Regions from separate parts of the Arachis hypogaea genome. Here region 1 is linked to region 2. A link is a contact called in public Hi-C data. All regions are on one chromosome and are shown on one strand. The core of a region is the stretch at or near the end of the contact, and the rest is flanking DNA. Distances in the headings are between cores, read along the strand shown. Region 1 has its middle 40 kb from the start of LOC140184458. Region 2 holds the start of LOC112797052 (beta-glucosidase 10).

What was found. Hi-C and Micro-C count contacts between places; a contact is called where the count stands out from the background.
Region 1: a contact with region 2 is called in a Hi-C map of leaf, with 4 times the contacts expected there. The contact joins the enhancer-like site here to the promoter of LOC112797052 in region 2. A contact is called at or near these places in 4 of 8 Hi-C or Micro-C datasets (leaf and an unstated tissue).

The regions. Positions count from the first base shown.
Region 1 is chr4:100,576,577-100,583,220 of arahy.Tifrunner.gnm2.J5K5, forward strand. No RefSeq gene overlaps it. Among protein-coding and RNA genes, the nearest start is that of LOC140184458, 40 kb to the left of the region's middle. Within about 2 kb of position 3,070, at least 2 of the 3 cell types and tissues checked have open chromatin away from gene starts, as enhancers often do.
Region 2 is chr4:100,343,698-100,350,240 of arahy.Tifrunner.gnm2.J5K5, forward strand. It overlaps LOC112797052 (beta-glucosidase 10), which reads right to left and starts at 5,079. Exons shown (of 13, transcript XM_025839804.3): 1 at 4,808-5,079; 2 at 4,642-4,711; 3 at 4,483-4,538; 4 at 4,312-4,387; 5 at 4,017-4,088; 6 at 3,800-3,887; 7 at 3,440-3,695; 8 at 2,938-3,053; 9 at 2,588-2,799; 10 at 2,339-2,364; 11 at 2,130-2,217; 12 at 1,813-1,903; 13 at 1,112-1,727. The coding sequence starts at 4,948. The coding sequence ends at 1,490.

The DNA.
Region 1 (6,644 bases), core at 1,820-4,319, 230 kb after region 2:
TACTATTTCTGTAGCATGGTTTTGTGTAAGTTCCTCCGAAATTTTTCGGTTCTCTTCTACTTGCTTTTTCTGTTTTTGGTTCATGGTGTTTGTCGGTTTAGTCTTTAGTTTTTGGTTAATTGTCTTCCTTTACGTGTTCTCTATTGTTGCTTTATGTTCCTCTATGGTTATAGTTCCTTCATTTCCTCCCTCAACTTCTTCTACCTCCAGCACTTGAAATCTAGAATTACTTGTGTTTTTGCCCCCTGCTTTATTGGTTCCCGCTCTATTTTTGTTGTCGCCCTCTTTTTCTCATTTTCTTTCTCTTTTTGATCTTTGGACAATCATCTATGGCTCAGAATTATCACTTAGTTGTTTTACAATTTATTTTTCCTTATCCTTTGCTCTATTGTCTTCCTTTTCGTTACTTTCTTCATGTTGGCCATCTTGGTTAGATATAATTCCATATCTTTCTTATTGATTTCTTTCAGTTTCACTCTCTTTTTGTTCCCTTCTCATGATACATTTTTTTTGTCATGGTTTGCTCTTCTGCATAAAAAATATATTTGGTGTAGCTAGGCCTTTATATTTCACTTTAAAGTAAATACCATTAATCATATATTTACCTATTAATGGTTTTGTTAGATCTATCTCTACACAAAGTCTTGCAAACTTTTCTCTGTACGTATTAGTTGTGTTGGTATCCACTTTTACAACCCTTTTCTATAAGTTCTCCTATTTTTTAAGTATATTTCTGTCGTATAACTCAATTAGTAGACCTGAAAGCCTCACCTATGTTGTAATCTTGTCTATAGTAGCCGAAAAAGGGATTAAAATTTGGTTTCCAACATCTCATAACTAGGTAGTGGTCATAGATTTTTCATGGTCCCTCAAAAAGAACATAGTCTAAATCTTTTTGTGAGTAGGATTTAATTAAGTAAAAGTCATGACCAAGTCTATAACATCTATGCTTCTTTTGTCACTCCACATGCTTTCTAACCTTCTTTTCATAACTACATATCCTATTTTCTTCCCACCAATTTAACTAACAATGAATTCTACCAAGGTTTCCAAAGTTTTATGATGGTTTCTTTATATAAGCGCATGTTGTACAACCCCTCATCTACCTTGGTTACCGTGACATCCTTTGGTGCTCGCTATTAGAATCTCCTTTAGGGTCTTCGTCAGAGTTAACTTCCTCCTCTTTTGAGCTCTCTTTCATATCTTTTTCTTCTTTTGATGACCTTGGGTTCTCCTTCTCATCTTCCACTTGACTAATCTTAGGCCCCTTTTTATCGGTTTCAGCAAAAGATATGGAATCCTTCTAAACTCCTATTTTCTTTTTAGATTCTTCATCTACCATCCATGGCTCCTCTCTTGGGACTCTAAAAACTTTATTTGAAAATTTTTTCCTCCCTTTCTAACTTTCTTTTTTCTTCGGTGAAGGAGGTCCAGCTCCTGCTGCGATGTCCTTCATTTTGTTTGTTCACTTGAAGCTTCCATGGAGCTTCTGGAAAAAAGAAAACGGTAACCTGCACGGAGAAAAAACTTGCTTGTAGAGACAAAGACGTTTAGCGTCAAAAAATTTCGTGTTATACTATGGGAAAGTTTTCAAATATAACAGTATATTAGTGTTTCAGTAATTTTTAACTGTTGATCTTAATTATATATATTATATTATATTTTTATAATTAAGATCAACAGTTAAAAATTACTAAAATACTGATATACCGATATACTTAAAAGTTTTTCTATATTATGTGTTATATGGATGTCGGGGATGGAAGCAAGGTTGCTGATAAAAAAGTTGGTTGGGAGAATGTAGAAGCTAATCTTAGGTCAAATGATGTTCTGAAGGCCCAAGTTGTTAAAGTGGAGGCCCAGGTAGGTGTTCAAGTAACTGTTGAAATGAGGGTCCATAAATATTAGTGATGGATAAGTGGTAGATAAAAGTAATCATGAGAAGAATAATGAAGATGTAGATAATGATGATTGAGATTATGAAGTAGATTCAGATCTCTACTTTAGTAACAGTGAAGATAATTTTTATAGAGATGCTCCATTGTTTGATGTTGAGATTACTCTAAGAAAAATGCACCACAAAATAAAGCAGACCAAGAAAACTATGACTGCAATGGTCAATAAGAAGACTGTTGGGGAGAGATTAAGTTATTGTTTAAGTGATGATGAATAGGCTAATAATGATGAGCTAGAAGAGATAGCTAGCGAAGATGATGAAGAAGGGTGTAAAAAGGTCTAGAGGAAATTTCTTGTGCACAAGGAGTTGAAGGATATAAGGCATTATAAGTGAGAGGGTGGGTGGTGGACATATGCAGTGAAGATGGAAAAACGAAGATAGTTGGTAGTTAAAAAAGTGTTAACAATCATCACTCTTATAATTTTGTATTTGAGATTCAACTGATGAAGTTTTAGTGGCTTGCTGAGGTTTTCAAAAAGAAGGTGGAAGAGAATTTTAAGTTATAGTTAAGTACCATCAAAGTAGGATACTTAGCAAGTAGAATGTACATATTTCAAGAAAAAAGGCATTTCAGATTAAGCAAATTGTATTGGTAGACATAAATGAAACTTTTAAAGAGCATGTTAAAGACTTTATGATTTTCATGTTAAGTTACAAATTTAGCTACCTCTAACAAACCAAACTAAGTCTTCTGGAGCATCAATGGCCTTAAATCTACAAGAAGCAAATTAGACATTAAGGATTTAGAGTATGACCTTTCTCTCTTCTTCTTCTTCTTTTTTTTTTCTTAATTCAAATATTTTATTTTTAACAAAAAAGATAAAAAAAAATTGAGAAAAAATATCTTAGCACAATCAATACTTGCCACATTAGACCTTTCATTTGCCAAGTACTAACTTCCGTCATTGATTTACACAATATGAATTGTCAAAGATAAATTTTAAACTAATTAAAATTTAGGAACAAAATTAAATATTAAAGATACTTTTCAAATTTTTAACAAACATCAGAAACAAAATTTAAATTGAATTCTCATGCATATAGGTGTAACATGAACCCTTTTTTTTTTGTCTTGATTATAACAAGAACTCAATCTGCATTTTAGATCCCACATGGGTTTAGTTAAGGCCCACTGGACAACCAAGAAAGAAGAGAGACCTCAACATTCCGCCTTCTCTGACAAAATCCAAACATGGTTTCAGCCCAGTTAAAATGATTGTGCATTTTTGTTTTTTGTGTTTTAATTTATAAAAGGGACAGAATTGAAGATACCATTTCCACCCTATTAAAAAAAAATGACATTGAAATATGAAGCAAATCCAAATGGACGGAAAACTGACTATGGCCATTAGGTCAAATATATTTTTCAAGCAACAACGTAATGACATTTTCACGAAAATGCTATGCTATTTCTGTTACATAATTACATTTGCACTATTTAACTTTTTTCTTTCTTTTCATTAATACCCAATTATCGTTTTGATGTCGAAGTGAAAAATTGGTAGGAGTATTGGTTAATGATTACTCTTTGATTGGCTTAATGTTTGTTTTCAGCTTTCATTGTTTAGGGCCAACACCCAATTAGATTTCGTTTTGTTGATTAAGGATTGTTTAGTGATATTTGTGATTACACACATTGTTAATTGTCAATTTTAAGGTCGTTTCATGGGACGTCAATTTGTAGTTGTAAGATGTGATCTTCAAATTTTCATATTGTAACCATTGTGTGCATAATCATGTTGTAATGTCCATTTCCCAATTGCAATTTTTTCTAAAGCTATGATCCTAGGTAGCCTTTCACCAATGAAATTGTTATACTCTTGCGTTTGAGCCTTCACTATTATATTAGCTAGGGTTGGTTCATTGCTGCATTGCTACTTTTCTAGCTGCTGGAAGCAAAACTTTTCATGCTCTCCATATATTCTTTTTACAAGAAGTGATTAGATTACCTTTTTTTTTCTCTTTTTTAAATTTCTTTTTGTCACTACTAAATAAAGTGTAACTTCTATTAATAATTAAGACTGCATTTGCTTCCTGTCTTAGAATAGTAGAAAAATAGAAACATGTATATAAAAATTATCTTTGTATTATATTTGGTTAGGATGAACAAAGACATTTTAAGATTTATATTTTAAAGAAATAACATAGCAGTTGAGGCTTTAATTTAGTGATAAACTTTTGTGTATAAGGTGTTGCATCCGAATTTGAAGCTTAGCTAAGTCAAGTAGTGGATGAGAACCTTTAAATATCTTTGCGTTTGCGTGTGTAAGTATAGAATATATGTTAAAATACAAAAATACATATTAACAATAAATTAATGTATTTATATATAAATATATGGTGATTGATTTAATATATATTAAAAAGCAAAGATACGTTAGGAAGATAATTTTATTAACTCTTTTATTAATCAGTCCACTTCTTTTTCTCTTTCAATTTGTGTTGTTCGCAAGGTGGAAGGGAATAAAATTTGTGTCTCTTGTGTTGAACAACCAAAGTCTTCTGTCTTTCCGTGTTCCTATCCTTACTATTCTTAGACAATGATCAAAATACATCCTAAATAATGTAGAATACACTCTATTTGAACATGAAAAATCACAAATTTGAATATTAAAAGAAAATCTAAAACAGCTCACACTTCACACCTCAATTCGTTAAACGATGATCTTCATGATTAGAAATCTTCCTAAAATGAATAAATTTATACGTGGCTTATTTTGTTGGTACTACTTGATTTTATATAAATGGAATATAATATAATATGGATTGCATTTGCATGCATTTCACTCCTACTAATTGATTGGAGAGAGGGCACTTAATGAAAGGACACAACATCTTGTCAATGATTTTAGTATATTTCACCCATCTAGAATATATTTTTCATGGTATTTGACAGGAGTCCATAGTCCATAAATCAGTATTTATTCCGTAATAATATTGTGGAATCATTTGTTTTGTTTATTTATTTAATTTTTTAATTTTTCTAAAAGATTAAGAAATCATTACGAGTAAAAATTGCAATTTATTTGTTACAAAATATAAAATAATTTTTATATGACAATGTTTAGACTTTTTTACATATTTAAACAAAAAAAAGTAATAATGTATTTTCTCTATCGGAAGATTATTGATGTAAATACTAAATGTCATCTTTTTATTATTAGTAAATCGCACTGGCTAATTAAGTTTTACTAGCTAAAACGCAAATCACATTGAAGATGTGTGATCTAACACCTTTTATATTGTTAGTAAATTTATTTGTTAATATGTAAAAAGTAAAAAGTCAATGCGATTTACATGTAAAAAGGGAAAAAGAAAAGAGCCTCTGGGATTTACTTGGTAAAATTAAAAAGGACAGAGTCATTTCGATTTATATGGAGTAGCAAATAAGTGATAGCATAAGATGAACCATTGCGATTTATATGAACTTTGATTCTTATGAAAATAAAAGAGCAAACGTGCTCATACGAGTCATTTTCATTATTCTTTTCATATGGTAGATAATTGTTTTGCAATCGCTTACCACAATATTGAAACTACAGAAACAATGGACAGAACAACCTTTGTAACAATAATACGCTCTGACAGATCTGCACCAAACGAACAAATTAAATCGTCTTTATTTAATTTATACAATGTGAATGATCAACTTGCAACGACGGAACCTGGCCCACCACAGCCACCAAATTATACATGAAGCTTTCATGTAAGTAACTATGTTGTAAAGGATGTCATTTGAGACGAGAAGGATGAAGAGCCACTGGATATTTTATATGACACTGCTGGTAATGGGAAAGTGACATCAAATTCTACTCTTGAAACATTAATATCCAAGTTATTTATTCAAATTGAATCTTAGTGACGCAAGTATTAGAAAATATAATAGATATATATTATTAATGTAAAAATAGGACCAAAAAATTAAAAACATTATTGTCGACAGTTAGGCTATCGGTAAAAGTATAATATAAAATTGATAAAAATTATCATTTGATTTTACTGATGATTTAAGTGTCAGAAAAAATTAATTTATTTTTTTCAAATTTTAATTTTGATAATATTTATTATCGATATTCCAAACGTCATTATTATTAATTAATACTGTCAATAGTATTTATAAAAAATTACCAACAAGACTTTTACATGTGATTTTTTCTATTGACTATTTAGTCATCGATAAAAGTGATTACCGACAATTTAACCTATGATAAGGCTGTGGGTAATAATCTAGTTTTTGTAGTGGTTATTCTTGTTTATTTTTTTAAAAATTATTTTTTTTGAAGTAAAGCTCAACACATGAAGTGGAGCATAGTCAACACAGAATAAAATAAAAGACAAAACAGCAAGCAAGGAGTAAAATATATCCCCATGTCAGTTTCGGCATTGCCATCAACAATCAAAGGGATTCACACATAGCCACTCCTTGTTACTCAGAGAGTACATGTTGATAATCTCCTCCACTCCTTTTCCCTTATTCTGAAAGAGTCTTCTATTTCTTTCCAACCACAAATTCTAGATAATCGCGCAAAAGCTCACCATCCATACCTTACATTCTGCCTTTCTATTTGAATTCTCAGTCCAACTTAGGAAATGCTCCTTCAACGTACCCGGACAAGACCATTTTCTACCAGCATATGATAGCCATGCACACCAAACTTGTGCCAAGAAAAACTACAGCCTAGAAATA
Region 2 (6,543 bases), core at 3,829-6,328:
CCTCTCTTTTGAATATAATTCATTTTCCTTCCATAGTTTTTCTTGTTATTAAAACCTTGCCATTTACCTCTTCTGGGTAATTTGCCGCATTTACTTCAGGAAATGGGGCGGCGCCAGCTGAGCGCGCTTCATGATTTTTCAAGAGCAACTCATTGTTGCGTTCAGCAACAAGAAGGCAAGAAATTAACTTAGATTTTAAACCCTCTTTCTCGATACTGTTGCTGCAGGAGCACATTCGAGACATGGAAAGTTGAGAAAGTTTTCTCCAACATATCATGATCAGTTATCTTTTCCCCACATAATTTCATTCGTGAGGGGGTTCGAAACATTGCAGAATTATATTCATTTATAGATTTAAAATCTTGTAAACGCAAGTGCGTCCATTCATATCGGGCTTGAGGAAGTATTACCATTTTTTTATGATTATACCTTTCTTCAAGGTCTTTCCAAAGATTTGCAGGATCTTTTAATGTGAGATATTCATTTTTCAATCCTTCGTCAAGATGACGACGAAGAAAAATCATGGCTTTGGCTTTATCATTTTGGGATGCATTATTTTCAGCCTTAATGATATCTCCAAGATCCATTGAATCAAAATGAATTTCAGCATCTAGTATCCATAATAAATAATTGTTTCCAAATATATCAAGAGCATTGAATTTAAGATGAGAAAGCTTTGACATAATGAAAATTTGTTACCTGAGTCTTCCTAAAAATTTGATCAGAGTCTCGTGCTGATAACGTGTTGTAGAATAACTAAAATAAATAAGGAAGAGGTAACAAATATAAAATATGAAATATAACTTGATAGCTCTAATAGTAATGTTTACTAGAATTACTATATTAATAGATATATTTAATAATATTGTAATAAAGTATAAGAGGGAGAGAGAATGAAGATTATTTTATTGTTATAATTGTGTGTTACGTAATGAAGTTTAACCTCTATATATACATGTAAGGAGGCTACCTTTTTTCCACTATTATTAAATACAAAGACTTTGGTAACAATGAACTTCAGTATAAAAAAAGTAAGCCATCCATGGTTATTCATTGTTGTTCTTATGGTAACAATTTTGTGTTATTGTCTACTTAGTATTACTCAAATAAATTATGCCAAGAAGTCAAATTTTCTTTTTTTATTAGATGGGTCAACCATAAAGATCACATAGCCTAAAATAGTTAAAAACTTAAAATGATTACATCGTTATAAGTTATAACTTCATAGGATTTGTACATATAGAAAAAAAATTATTGCATGCTTATAACGCATTTAAGGAGATTGTGATCTATCAGTTAATAAGGTGATTATTTTGAATAATAAAAAACAAAAAACTAGAATCGGCGGATAGAGCACATTGCACCTAAATACTCCATCAGCATGCAATAATTTTTCAGCATGAAGCATATTATGCAGATTAAGTCTAGTTTGTTTCATAATTTGACACCATAAGGCATATAAAACCATGCCAATTCTAACTTGCCCTAATTAAAGGGAATCAAGCATAGGAGAATTGTTCTTCTGAATTTGCATGGTGACATTTGGGTCCATTGGCCTTGTTTTGAGGAAATCTGAGTACCATTTAGCAGAGAGTTTGGGTTGCCTACTCAAGCTTGGATCCTTCAAGTCAACGAAATATAGGCCATAGCTGAACTCATATCCACTCAGTAACTCAAATGCATCCAAGAAGGACCATACAAAATACCCTTTTACATTTAAGCCACTCCTTCAAATATGTTTGTCAAGGAAAATTGTCAATTAGCTTTCATTAATCAATTGATAAAGTAGTTTAAATTCAAGCAGAGAAGTACCTCACTGAATCAAGCATGCAACCAATGTATTCTTGCAAGTACTTCACCCTTGGCCAGTCATCCAGCGACGAGTTGCGCGGCGTTTGTTGTCCTGCAAAGGTTGTCTTTAGGCTTTAAAATTTGTAAAGAAATTTGATCTTTAGGGTGCGTTTGGTTTGTATTTTTATTTTCTGTTTTTAAATTTTTATAAAAAGAAAACTGAAGATAGTGAAAATAAAAACAGAAAATGATAATGTAAAGGTAACGCACCCTTAACTTAATCATAAAAAGAATGTATATGCTCAATTGTTCTCGCTTTAAGAAAGAGAGAATTGTACCGTTTTCGTGTATGTAAAGCGGAAAATTGCCATAAGTGTTCTTGAATGAGTCCAGCACCCCTTGCAAACTCCAGGGTGTGATTGGAACCTAATTTCAATTAGCTGTTAGTGCAAACAAATAAGATCCTAATTTAAAAAATAAAAAAAGAAAAGAAAAGAAAAGAAAAGAAAGAGTAGTTCCATGTTCCTGGTTCCTACTAAATTCTTACCTCCTCAAAAGGTGTTCCATCAGGAACTGCCACAACCAAAGAACATTAGTTAGCTAAAGAAACTAACAAATTATACAAATCTTCAGGAACGTGCTGACTTACACCTAAGTATAGAACTAAAGACTGTATGCTGATTTTAATTTCATGATTAATGTAGAAAAACTAATCCATAAATCAGTTTCAGAAACTAAAGTTATAAATTGTTGCCTAATATATATATACATGAGACAGTTTGTAACATTAACATACATATAAGATCGGCTGCCATGTCTGCCATGTAATCTCTATGATCCATTTGCACATTATTCTTGACAAGAAATGAGTAATAAAAGTTTATTCCTAGAAAGTCCATTGAGTCCTTAACCAGATTCGATTCCTTTTTCGTGAAGGAAGGAAGCCTCGAGCGCACGATCTTTTTCATTGTTTCAGGATAGTCCCCAAATATAAAGGGATGTAGATACCTGTAATAACAGATCATACACAAAATCTAATGTAGTAGCAAAGCACCTAATGTAACAATTAATGTAATATTAAAAACTATGAACTTTGTGATATATATAATTAACTAGCTGGTCTAGGATTGTAAGTTTGTAACTTACCACCCATGATAGAAATCTTGAACTCTTTGTGTAGCAGTGATATCTTCACTACTATTTGTTTGTGGAGCAAGACCAACAGTAAGGATATTAAACCCAACAAACCCATTCTGCATCCCCTGCATTTAACACAAATCAAATGAAGATTAGCATTTTGTAGATTTATATGAAGATTAGCATTTTGAAGCATTTACTTCCAACTTTCAAATAATAGAGTAAACTATTATTTTTTACTATGAAAGATTTGAGCGCCGACAGTTTTAACTATGAAAGATATAAATTAACTTGATACTCATAAAAGATTGGTTTAATTAGACAAAACTAGCCAAAGAACTATCCATTTTTTAAAATTTTGTCGAACTAATCTAATCTTTAAAGGTTATCGAGTTAGTTTGTATCTTTCCTGGCTAGAATTGGCAATAGTTTACCCCGGAGAGAATCTCTAAGGCTAATGAAAGAACAAAGCAGAAGGGTGAATGTGGCACATGATAAGCATTTTTAGTACCTTATACTTGTTCCTATACAATCTGGAAGCTGATCCATGTGCTAACAATATATTATGAGTTACCAAATATGGCTCAGTTGAGGAATTTCCTTTAGAGCAGTTAAAGTAAAGGGAAGGAGAACAATGTTGTGGGGGCAACATTCCTAAATCATAGCCGAAAATCGCAAACACATTAGCTTCATTCACTGTGGTCCAATACTTTACTCTGTCACCGAATTCTCTGAAGCACACATCTGCATATTCTGTGAAGTCTTTCCTACAAGCACACATCCTTAGATACATTAACTGATCCAACAATACCATTAACTAGATGGCGACATTGTTATAGAGATATGATCACATCAAGTTTGTGAAGCATACACAATTCTCCGGCTGACCCATCCGCCGTATTCATCCTCCAGTTTTTGTGGAAGGTCCCAGTGGTGTAATGTCACATGTGGTTGAATTCCTACAAGTTGAAGCAAACATCATAAAAAATGTATATATCAGCATTCAGCATATAACTTGAAAGTTTGAAGAAAATCTCTTAGGAATTAATCAAACTATAAATATTGTGAAATCAAGCCTTGAGAATAACCATGGCTTATGAGTTCATTGATAAGGTTGTTGTAATACTGCAATCCCTTGGGATTGATTTCTCCTCTTCCATCTGGTAACACATAAACATGATGGTCAAAATCAAATATAGCATTAATTCCGAGTTCATTGAAAAATTAATGTATTCAAATTAGTGGACGGAGCAGAGTGGAGATATATCATATATCCTCCCTAATCAAACAAAATCCATGTCAATCACAGAAAACTTTTGACATTATTTTAGTTTTAGACATTAATTGAAGAATATCTGATAGACAAAAGTATAGTGACCTTACCAGGAATAAGTCTTGACCAAGATATGGAAAGTCTATAGGCATCTAAGCCCATGTTAGCCATGAGTTGAACATCTTCCTGGAAATTCAATTCATGAATTCAAATCAAAACTCATAAATTCTTCATCTGCACGTGTGTGCCATAGTTCTGTTACTCCATAAAGAGATATATACCTTGTACTTATGATATTGATCACAAGTAATGTCTCCATCACCATCATACAAATTCCCTGAAAATATATTATAGTACACAATAAATAACTAACAAAATATTATCGAAGAAATGACCCATGTTATGATTATGACTATTATATATGTTTCTAAGGACAGTACCATTATCAGAATGGGCAAAAGTATCCCATATGCTAGGCTTTCTTCCATCTTCATTTGCTGCACCTTCAACCTTTAATTTTCACACACAATTATAAATACGTGCATGCAGGTGAAAAATTTAGAAACATCAACAGTTTTCTGGAATCACAAGGGAGAAGAAAAGAACCTGATAAGCTGAAGTTGATGCACCAAAAACAAATTCAGTTGGAAATTCATCTTTGCTCAAGGTATAAACACATGAAGGGAGGACCAGCAGTGCTACAAGAACCTCTGCACATAGTAATAACAACTCTACCTTATCCTTCATGATTATCAAAGGAGATTAAGATTCTTATTGCTGGTTTCTTCAACGGTGTTTTTTTTTTTTTCGCTACACATATTTTGTTGCATTATTTATTTATTCTTATTAGCATCTTAATTACTAAAGGTCAACGTCGTTAAGTGCCTTTTGTTGGTCCCTCCCAATACATATATAAGCTTACATTAATATCTTATTTTTGGAGTAGCTACGTAGATTTCAAGTTTTCTATTGATGCTACGTGTTCATTAGTCTTTGTTCCATGGGCCATGGCTATGATAGTAGAATAAATAATTTAAAAAATTATTCTTATTTGTTCTCCTTAAAAAAAAAAGTGACTTTGTATTTGACCCACGGACGGACCCAATAACAACAATGAGAGGTATTGGGCCTCATTGTGTTTTTTATTTTTATTTTAAAAAAAAATAATTATATATAATATGTCTTTATTTTAAATTTTAAATAATTCTACTATAAATAAATTAAATTTAATTGATTAAAGTCCCAAATTAATTTTTTTATTTCTTTATTATTTTAATTATTATTTAACTTAATTAAATTTAATCTTTTTGTCGTCACTCCTTTATTCCCTTAAACCCTCTTCTTATTTTTATATTTTCAACCTTCTTTTTCTTTTTTTATCTAGTGGTCATCTTCTCTTCATCAATCAAAAGGTAAATTTTAAATTGTCCATGTTTTTTTATATAGCTCTTTATGACTCTATGTATCTTCCAATTTCATTGTTTCTCTTTTTGATATTTTTAATTACAAATTTTAATTCAAACAATTATAATTTAGATATTAATCTAATATTTTATTCTCTTCATGACTTTATATACTTTATTTTATTCTCAATTTATTCATTTTTATTGCTTATTTTTTATTCTATTATATGTATCTATGTTGCATATAAAATTTTAAAATGAATTGATTAATTTACTAATTTAGAATATATTTTTTATTTTTAAAAATAATAATGAAAAATATTGTAATTACAAGACATAATTAAACAAATGCATAAAATCTTTCATCTAACATTATATCAAAATTAAATTAAAAAATATATAACAAATTTAATTATTTTAAAAAGAAAGAAAAAATTATAAATTAAGTTTTTATTATTTTATATAAACATACTTTTCATATGCAGATTTAATTTTTCTAGTATTTATATATAATGTTAATTTTAAATTAATAAATACTAGTGTATCGTTAAGCGCTAATATGCCAATTGATTCAATCTTTTATTATTAAATGTGCATAAAAAAAATTAGTTAGGATACTAAGTTATCTATAATTTAATTAAAATAATTAAGTTTAAGTTTTAGAAATCAAATAAGTGGAACCTATGGTTGGAAAGGAATAGGCAGATTTTTCAGCACACAAGCAAAGGAGTTGACGAAATTATCAACATGTCTTCGAATAGTGCTAACGAGTGGAGCGGTGGAGATCCCTTTAGTCAGGGATGGCTCCAAGTACAGTGGTGTGGGGACAAGCGCCCCCATTACAATTTAGAATTTTTTTTTAGTAGTATATAATAATAATAATATTTATTTGCCCCCATTAGATTATTAAATTTAATCCTACAATAATTTTTTACTCAA